Regions from separate parts of the Capsicum annuum genome. Here region 2 is linked to region 1. A link is a contact called in public Hi-C data. All regions are on one chromosome and are shown on one strand. The core of a region is the stretch at or near the end of the contact, and the rest is flanking DNA. Distances in the headings are between cores, read along the strand shown.

Region 1 (5,456 bases), core at 2,417-4,916:
TGCGATAAACCTTACGAATCAATAACCAAGATAATCAATCTAATGAATGAAGTTCAATTTAACGAATGAAGTTCAAGATAAGCAACCTTATGAATCAATAAAGTGCCTTAACCCTGGGCTTTCCTCCATTGATTGTCTCAAGCCTTTACTTTATGCACTATTTATTTTAATTTTAGTTTATCAATTTCAAAACTCTTTTGATTACTCTTGCAGTAAGTTAATTTTAATAGTGAACTAGAATTTGATAGTTGCATAACACTAGTCCCTGTGGGATCGATACTTGGCTTGTGAAAAGGCCACTATATTACTTGGTAAGCCACGTACACTTGTGTGTGCGCTTGGACGCAACATAAACCTCTCAGGAACAAATCAATCACATCTTGAGCAGTGTAGGGATGTTTAAGTGCTAGAAAATATGCGTACTTGGTTAGTCGATAAACTAAAACCAAGACAACATTTTTATGACCTGAAACTAAAAGACCTTCTATAAAGTCCATGGCTATGCTATGCAAAGGAAGCTCAAGGATGGGTAAGGGTTGAAGAAGACCGGGGGTGATGACATTTTCTGTTTTGGTCTTCTAATAGGTATCACATTTGGAGACCCACTGAATAATATCAGCCATCATATTAGGCCAATAGAACACCCGCTTGACCTTTTGATAAGTCTCTTGTTGACCAGAATGTCCTCCTATGGGGGAGATATAAGGCCTGGAAAATGTTAAGCCTCAAATTAGTGCCCTTACCTATATAGATTTTATGGTCATACCAGATAACTCCTTGAGATAATAAATAGTAAGGCTTGGATCCAGGTAGAGTAATAAGTTCTGTCAATAATTGAGTTGCAACAGGATCAAGGTCGTAGCTCAAACTCACTTTCTGCATCCATGTAGGTTCAACCAAAGAAATAGCATAACATTCAACAGCTTCCTCTCTTTTTCTAGATAGGGCAGCTGCAACTTTGTTCTCAGTGCCCTTTTTATACTACACCTCATAGTCTAATCCAAAGAGCTTGGTTAATCCTTTTTGCTATAGTATAGTATGCACCCTTTGCTCTAGAAAATATTTCAGGCTATGGTGGTCAATTTTTATGATGAAGTGAGCCGCTTGGTGGTAATGTCTCCGTCTGCCAATAGCCGATAAAACATCCAGGAATTCCTTCTCGTAAGTAGATAGTCATAAGTGTTTAGGAGACAAGGCCTTGCTAAAAAAAAAAGATAAAGGCTTGTTGTCTTGCATAAGAACAACTCCTATACCTGTAGAACATACATCAGTCTCTACCATAAATACCTTGGAAAAATTGGTTAAAGCTATAACTGGAGCAGATATCATAGCTTACTTCAGAAGTAGAAAAGCAGTGTCAGCTGATGTATCCCAATGAAAGGCATTCTTTTTCAGCAAATTGGTGAGTGGTCTACTGGTTGTTTCATAAGATCTAATAAGCCTCCTATAGTAACCTCTTAGGCCTATGAAACCCCTCAATGCCTTGATTGTTTTAGGAAGGGGCCAACTTGCCATAACTTCTACCTTAGCAGGGTTAGTAGCCTCCCCTTCTTGTGTGATAATGTGACCCAAATACTCAATCTTATCTTGAGCAAAGAACACTTGGATAGCTTAGCAAACAATTGTTCTTTCCTCAAGATTGCAAGTACCTTATTAAGATGAAGGACGTAGTCTTGAAGTGATGCACTATAGATTAGTATATCGTAAAAGAACACAAGAACAAATTTCCTTAAGTAGGGGTTGGACGCCTGATCCATAAGGGACTGAAAAGTGGCAGGAGCATTAGTTAAGCCAAAGGGCAGGACCTTGAATTCGTAGCGCGCTTGATGTGTTCTAAATGCATTTTTAGGAATGTCCTCAATACACATCCTAATTTGATTATAACAAGACTTTAAGTCAATTTTGGAGTAAATGCAAGACTCATTCAGTTCAACCATCAAATTATCCACCAAAGGAATGGGAAACTTATCTTTGATGGTCATGTTGTTCAAGTTCTATAGTCTATGCAAAATCTCCAACTCTCATTATTTTTCTTCACAAGTAACACCGGGGAAGAGAAAATAGAATGGTTGGGCTGAATTATACCACTATTAAGCATTTTACTAACTTGTTTTTCAATTTCATTTTTCTGAAAGAAGTTGTATCTGTAAGGTCTGATACTAATAGGAATTGCATTTGGTTTTAGGGTAATGTGGTGATCATGGCTTCTAGAAGGTGGCAGTGTCGTGGGCTCAACAAACATATTAGGAAATTCTTGTAACACAAGGCTGACTTCTACAGGTATTGCATTTTCTTTTCCAACCTCTATAGCTGATAAGGTAAAAAGGTGGGCCCAAACAGTTTGTCCTTTCTTCAGTAACTGTTTGACCCCTTTAACAAACATACTCTTCAACTCTCCTTGATGGTAGATCCCTCTCAATTCTACCCTCTTACCTAAATGAGTAACCTGAATTTTGTAGTCCACAATATCCAACAGAACTGGATTGTGCACCTTCATCTAATCACCTCCAAATACCATATTATTACCACCCAACCTCAGGAGTCTTATGGACTCTTCAAACTCCACTACATGAATTTTCCACTTAAACTTGTGGCAAGTGTGCTAACTCAAGATGTGATTTCCATTAGCTACTATGACTCTCATAGGAATAACTCAAGTAATAGGACAATCATTTTTTTTGCAATTTCCAGATCCAAAAAAACTATGTGTACTACCCGAGTCAACCAAAATGGTTAGACTGTTCTTCTTAGATTCCCTTCCCCTTTTAATCTGATGGTGTTAAACATCTCTACACCATACAAGGCATTCAAACTTATGGCTTCATCCATAATTTCCCCTTCTTGCAATTGATTTTCCTCTAATGTCACATATTAAATCTCTTCTTCTTCAGGTAAGTTAGTAGCAGCAGTCATGGTATTAAGTTGCTTGGGCTTGCATTAATGGCCAACAAAACATTTCTCTCTACATCTATAGCATAAGACTTGTGCTTTTTGAAGCTCAAATAGTTTGTTGCTCTGAGTAGTCCCATTAGCTCTTGCCCCTTTATTAGTCTGAACTAGGTTGGAATTTGGAATTTGGGGGGAATTGGTTTTCCATGTTCCCCTTCCCCAACCATTCTTATTCTTCTTGATCAAGGACTCTACCACCTTCTCTTAATGTCTAGCTTTTTCTACTGCTTGACTCAAGGTATATGGGTTCAGCATCTTGACAGTGTGCCTTATTTCTTTCTTGAGCCCTTCCATAAAGAACTTTACAAAAAATTCCTCAGGGATAGTAGGGCTTCAAATCAAAACCTAGGCCTTCAAGTCCTCAAAGCGTTCCAAATACTCGTTGACAGTCCTAGTTTGTGAAATTTTCTTGAATTCCCCAATTAAATTGAACTTACTATTCTCAACATCTTAGAACCTTTTGCACAATTCCTCGGAGAACTCTTGCCAAGTGACTCCACCTCTACTCAACTGATACGAGAAGTACCACGACTCTGCCCTCCCTGTCAAATGTAGGAATGCTTTATCTAATTTTGTATTGGATTTGTGATATGATTATAATCATAATAACTCTCACATCTATATAGCCATGAACAGGGATCATCTACAGAGGTGCCATCAAAATAGGGAAACTCGATTTTGGAGCTGTAATGATGATGTTTGGGTCTCTCCATCGTCATATTTGGGGACATATGATCACCCCATTTTCTACAACTAGGCGCATCTACAGCTGATGGGTGCACTACTGGTGTACTACCCAACACTCTAGGTTGGGTTGGAAGCATCTTCTCTAACAACACATCAAATTTCTTAGTTAGATCATCCAGTTTCGCATCTGTAACCGCTGATTTTTTAGTTGATTCTGCCATGAATCCTTCTAATTGAGACTCTATTTTTCTGCATTTTCCTCCGTGGGTTTGGCCTTAGTTTCTGTAACCATCATTATTGTGTTTGTGTTGTACCCTCAGGTGCAAATAGTGGCTCTGATACCAATTGTTATGTCCCTTAAATCGTAATTGAATCGTGAGAGAGAAATCGAAGATTCAATCAAACAGAATTTGAATTTTATTGATAATAGTTCAGTACAATTATTACAATAGTATCTACTACTACAAGATTACTGCGAAACAAACTCCATTGATAAGATTCCAGCTTTGTAACCTGTGATAGTGCGTTAATAGTGAGAAGGAATTACTCGAGGAATAAGGAAAAGAGAAAAAGAAAAAGAGAAACAAAATAACTACCAGTCCAAATCTGCATAGGCTCAACTCCACTTGTGTTGATATAACCGCTTGGACCTGATCTAGCTGTCACCCATCATCTGGCCGTTCATCATTTTAATGAAGGATCCATCTCGTTCGTTTATTTCGTCTCATCCCATAGCTGCCACACGGATACACGACCTAAGCTTTGCCACCTAATCACTTAACATATAATCCTACGCTACTTTCTAAATTCACACTTTAGGATCTAACATAGATATATCTAAATCAACCAATAAATTACAATAGATGATATCTCAATTCAGTCAATATGGCAAATTCTTTTATGCCAAAACAAATCGACATATGCAGTAGTATATCAAAATCTGATCCATCTTCTTACGCCCATCCTTCAATGTTTCATCATCATCACCTTTTTTCATTATCTTGTACTTGAAAAGACTATACACCATGGTCATTTAAAAGAATATATTATAATCCTCCGTTAAATCAAGAAAGTGTCCATAATAGTTGTACTTAAAGTAATTCTTCAATTTTTCATCTCTCAATGTCTTTCAAAAACCATCACAATATTTATTCATGATTGATTTAACAACAAAATTATCAATCAAATATGTAGGGTTATCTATAAACTTCTTCAATCGAAACTTGTCAATACTAAAAGTTTTGATAAGATTATATTGGACTTTTGATCTACGTTCATAATTGTTCAACGATGCCTCAACATCATCATCAATATTATCATCAGCTCATTCCCCTTCATCCTCTCTTTCATTTTCCTCTTCATCATTTTCCCCACTTTCAACATCATCTCCTTTCTCACTTTTCTTTTCATCTTCTTCCCCCTCACCCCCTTTTATCACTTTCTTCATCATCTCCATCCTTACCATTTCGATCTTCTTCCTCATTTTTATTTTTATCTTCCTCCTTTAGATCGATAGATCTGTCTTCCTCATTTTTATTTTCATCTTCCTCCTCTAGATCGATAGATCTGTCAACTGATGCTCTTTCAATATCTTCTTCATTATCTCTTGCCATATCTTCATTCTTTTTCTATGGTAACACTTTATTTGCTTGTGAAAGGACTTGTTCTGCAAGTTCTTCTAATGTTGTTTCTAATTTAGCTATATTACTTAATTTATCAGAAGTTGATCCACTTTTCTTTTTTTGGGAGCCATTTTATCTACAAATAAGAGAAAAATAAAAAAATCATAATTGATTTGTGCACCATTAAAAAAAAGGTAA
Region 2 (5,323 bases), core at 2,594-5,093, 520 kb after region 1:
AAATCAAAGGAGCATACAAATACTTCATATCCCCTTATTCGATCTTGAAGGATCTATCTATCTACCAAAAAGATTTCACACATCACATCATATCAACAAAAAAATCACGCTGCGTAGGGTTTATTTAAGAGAAAACGGCTCCCTATAAGAAAGTTCTTCATTTTAGGATTCGAACCTGAAAAATCTATCGATCTACTAACAAGATTTAATCACACAAATATGAGAACAACATTTACAAAATCAAAGGATTATAGAAATACACATAAATAACCAATCAAAAAGGGAAAACAAATCTAGTATACCTACAGAAAACAAGTCTATAATTTATTTTGAAACAATAAAGATGAATCAATTAATTTATTAAAATTTACCTATTATTAGAAGAATACTCATACAATTTTCCTGTACATGAATAAACAATAGTAGCAACTTGAGCATCACATAAAATGGCTAACTCATTAGCTTTTTTCAGTAATCCTTGTCTCCTTTTGGTGAAGGTAACATCTCTATATTGTGAGTTCTCAATTTTCTTCATCTCAATTTTTTCTCTCACCATTTTACCTTCCTTTTCAATATGTGAAAAAAAATAAAAATGAGTCATTTGTGATGAGTTTATGTGTTTATAACTTTATATAGATATTTTAGAATGCTTGATGGATGGAAAGGAATTTTAGAATTTAGGTAAGAGATTTAGGAACTTACTCGGACACAGTGTTAAGTTAAGAAATCTTGTGTTAGCGCATGTCGGTTAATTATGGTTTATAAGAAATTGGAAAAAGTCATCTTTTACACCTTAAACTATATTCGAAAAGTCTAAGACACTCTCAAATTACTATGGCGATCTTTTACACTCCTATACTACTTAAAAGTAAATTTATTTATATCCCAGAAGTTGATCTGGCAATAAAATTTAAAAAAAAAAAGAAAAAGAAAAATAGTGCGTGAAAGAGTAAATTTTTTTTTTTTTAAAACGATTAAAAATAGTTTTATCCTCCATGGACATCCCTAAGCCATTTCTTCATTTTTTTCTTCTTGACATTTCATGTCTCTTCTCCTTCTTTTTTTCTATTCAAAATCACTTTATTTCCTTTACTAACTAATCGATTACATATTCTTCACCATTCTCCGCCTTGAGCTTGAACGAAATTTATAATGGTGATAATATTTAGTGGTGGGTGATAAAATTGTTGGTGATATATTATTTATTTAATTGACAATAGAACTAGTGCAATTTTGATGGTGGATGATGAAATTTGTGGTTGGAATTGTGCTTAAACCCGATGGTGGCAATGAAGGTAGATTAAATAGGTTTCTTAATAGTGGCAACGAAGGTGGAGGATGATTTTGATAATGAGATGAGTTTCTTAATAGCGCAATTAAATATTGATTGAGGAATTTTCAGTGCAAGAAAGTTTTAGATTGAAATTTTGGACCAAAGAAAGGAAGAAGATGAGGAAATGGGTCAATTTTTCGGTAAGCTTTCGATGATGAATTTTATTAAATATATGGTGATTCTTTGTAATTTTTCATGGTGACAATGTTTATGTGATGATTCCAATAGTGAATTTAGTTGTGGTAGTGAATCTATGGTGGTGGAGATATGAATTTGATAATGACAACAACGACGATGGTTTGATGGAGTTTGGTGTTGTTGTAGTGAAGAGGATGCAATTAAGTGACATTGAATTTTTTTTAAAATAAAATCTGACGGAAAAGCTGATGTGGCAGTGATGAGGCAGTGATGTGGTGCAAAGGTACATCACCCATCATGTGATTGGTTGTAGGTGCGCAAGGGTGGACATAAATTCACTTTTACATCGTTGAGGTGTGGATTAGGACACTTTAATAGTTTGATTGTGTCTTAGACTTTTTGAATATAGTTTAGGGTGGAAATAATGATTTTTTCCAAAAAAATAATATGTAAGTTAAGCATGTGGCATCATATCTTCATTGGATTGATGTAAAAATTGGGTATGGTTACGGTTTTACCTGGGTTGGACATATATGTCATCCCGTTTGCTATATATTTCCTCTTATGTTTCTAAATTGATTTTACAATGTGTTTGGTATGAAGGAAAATATTTTCTTGAAAAGTAAGTCCCTTTCGACGAGTTGATTGCCTAAAAGATATTTAGTGTCTTTCATGATACTTTAGATAAAGTTAGACGGACTTTCTCGATGCAAAAAATGATTTAGTAATTATGGTGCAATATAGTAAAACCCTAGCTGTTGTTTGATCTTGTAGAGTACTAGTATGAAGTTGTAAAATACTAGTTTGAGAGGCTTATCGATTTCTCCTTAGAGAGGCGAGTTTGAAGCAACTGCGACTCATGTCATCGACCGTTCAGCATCTGCAAGAAGCCAATGAATTCTCTTTATCCACAACCTAGATATTCTCGGGTAGACCCTGGACATTATATTATTGGTTAAGAAACATTTTTTTCAACATCATAATAGTGTATTTATACGATACAAGTAGTGTTTAAGAGGAAGATAAGATCATGGAGTAACAAATAACACAATTTATCGATAAACTTGACCCTGTAGGCATGTATATTTTATGTATAAGTATACACAACATATACATTGTGTACATATTTGGTAAATTAAATCATTCATCTGTAATTTTTTTGTGTTTACACAAGGCCTAGATTGAGCTAGTTGCAGTTAGTTAATGATAATAACTTGATAGTAATATCGGTCGGCCCATTACGAGCCTCATCTGACTGAGCCTACACTTACCGCCATACTAGACTCACCAGGCACATAACCAATTACAACACTTAAAATTAGGTTCACGTTTATGCATTGTCACTAAACCAAAACGTTTCAAGTAGATCTTCATGAGCATAGCGGAACCTCAAAGTAATTCATTTTTTGAAGAATCTGACATGGATATAATAATATTTTAGAAAGTTTGAGCAACATAGATCATGAGAAAAATATATAGTGACGTCTTGATATTCAGGTGAAATTGGGGGACTTTTCGTTTCAAAAATAGTTTAGTGACTGTTGTTAGGGGATTTTCCTTTTATGGAATGTTTCAAATGAGGTCATGTTTGGATCAACATTTATGCAATCGCTATCGCTAGAGTGGTAAGTAATCAGAGATCTCGAGTTCAAACTCTACTAGATACAAAGTTGAATTTATTAGATAACGCTATACCCCCAATATAGGTTTTTCTACCGGGACTAATGCATTTTGAAAACGTAACGACTAAAAAAATGAAAGAATATTTTAAGTAATTATTGTATATATTATTCCTCTATCAGAAAAGTTTGACTTTTCGAAAATCTTGCTATTTCAAATTTTGACCATGATTTAGACAAGTTTTTGTTTGATGTATTTTCTAGATATCAATTAGACGACAGACACCTCAACTTGACATGATCTTTCACTTTGACACCTCAAGTGAACTATGTTCATTTTAAATACTTAAAATAGCTATAAAATGTCTCATTTTGGCACCTTTCGGCATCAGCTCTAACACTTGCGTCTCAATCGCCGCCAGCATGGATTAAACGATTAATTGATTTGTGTCATCTCATTTTAAATTGCCACATTATTATATACACTCACAATTAGTTTTTCTTTTTTAAAAGAAGAGATCAAAACACATGGCAATTATGTCCAATGAATTAATGACACATGTTTTATTGACCAAATAATTACAAAAAAGCCCCTCACATTGTCTTCTCCACCCAACCTTCTTTGAGCTTAACCTCCATTAATGGAGGTTGAATTTTTCAAGAATGATAAACATTCCTCCTCATTCTCAAGAGATGATAGATCCTCATTAATAGCTTCACGAATTTCAGATATATGACAAAAAATTATGAAAACAGAGGAGGTCAGGACGAAAAATTATGAAATCAATTTAGAAACATAAGTGGAAATATATAGCAAACTGGACGACACATATGTCCAACCTAGGTAAAACCGTAACCATACCCAATTTTTACAGCAATCCAATGAAGATATGATGCCACATGCTTAACTTACATATTATTTTTTGGGAAAAGTCATTGTTTCCATCCTAAACTATATTCAAAAAGTTTAAGACACACTCACACTATTCAAGTGTCCTAATACACACCTCAACGATGTAAAAGTGAATTTATGTCCACCCTTGCACACTTACAACCAGCCACATGATGGGAAGTTATGTGCACTTGTGCCACATCACTGCCTCATCACCGCCGCATCATATTTTTCGTCAGATTTTATTAAAAAAAAAAATTCATGTCACTTAATTGCATTTTCTTCACTACAAAATCACCAAACTCTATCAACCATCATCATCGCCGCCGTCGTCATCATCAAATTCATATCTCCACCATCATAGATTCACTACCCACAACTAAATTCACTATCGAAATCATCAAATAAACATTGCCACCATGAAAAATTACAAAGAATCACCATATATTCAATAAAATTCATCATCGGAGTTTACCAAAAAAATTGACCCATTTCCTCATCGTCTTCCTTTCTTTGGTCCAAAACTTCAATCTAAAACTTTCTTGCATTGAAAATTCTTCAATCAGTATTTAATTGCGCTATTAAGAAACTCATCTCATTATCAAAATCATCCTCCACCTTCGTTGCCACCATTAAGAAATCTATTTAATCTACCTTCGTTGCACTATTAAGAAACCCATTTAATCTACCTTTGTTGCCACCATCGAGTTTAAGCACAATCTCAACCACAAATTTCATCATCCACCATCAAAATTGCACAATTATAAAAAATAAACAATATATCACCATCAATTTTATCACCCACCACTAATATTATCACCATTAGAAATTTCGTTCAAGCTCAAGGGGGAGAATGATGAAGAATATGTAATATGTTTTTTTTATCAAGGCACAAAGTAAATATTTTGTTGCGAATGAACAAGATATTGAGGAATTGTCCATAAGTAAAATCAGAATTATTGATTCGGGCCTTTTTCACAGAAAAGGGGAATCTTGTGTTCCAATAGAAGCAAAAGTGTTGGGGATTATTCAAGAATCGAAATCGATTTGCTTTATAAAAAGAAGATATCAATGAACTTCTATGAAATGGTTTCACGGGATTCAGCAATTAGTTAGTAAAAGAAATAAAGTGATTTTGAATAGAAAAAAAAGAAGGAGAAGAGACATGAAAATGTCAAGAAGAAAAAAATGAAGAAATGGCTTAGAGATATCCAGGGAGGATGGACTGTTTTAAATCCTTTTTAAAAAAAAAAAAAAAATACTCTTTCACGCGTTATTTTTCTCTTTTTTAAAAAAAATTGTTGCCACATCACCTTCGGGTGTAAATAAATTTACTTTTAA

Evidence for each region. Hi-C and Micro-C count contacts between places; a contact is called where the count stands out from the background.
Region 2: a Hi-C map of leaf shows a contact between it and region 1, with 7 times the contacts expected there. The contact joins two enhancer-like sites. A contact is called at or near these places in 3 of 5 Hi-C or Micro-C datasets (leaf and placenta).

What each region holds. Positions count from the first base shown.
Region 1 is chr5:9,740,990-9,746,445 of UCD10Xv1.1, forward strand. No RefSeq gene overlaps it. Among protein-coding and RNA genes, the nearest start is that of LOC107871612, 32 kb to the left of the region's middle. Within about 2 kb of position 3,667, at least 4 of the 5 cell types and tissues checked have an H3K27ac peak or open chromatin away from gene starts, as enhancers often do. A contact at or near this core is called in leaf, where this site is marked.
Region 2 is chr5:10,257,653-10,262,975 of UCD10Xv1.1, forward strand. No RefSeq gene overlaps it. Among protein-coding and RNA genes, the nearest start is that of LOC124898699, 4.1 kb to the left of the region's middle. Within about 2 kb of position 3,844, at least 4 of the 5 cell types and tissues checked have an H3K27ac peak or open chromatin away from gene starts, as enhancers often do. A contact at or near this core is called in leaf, where this site is marked.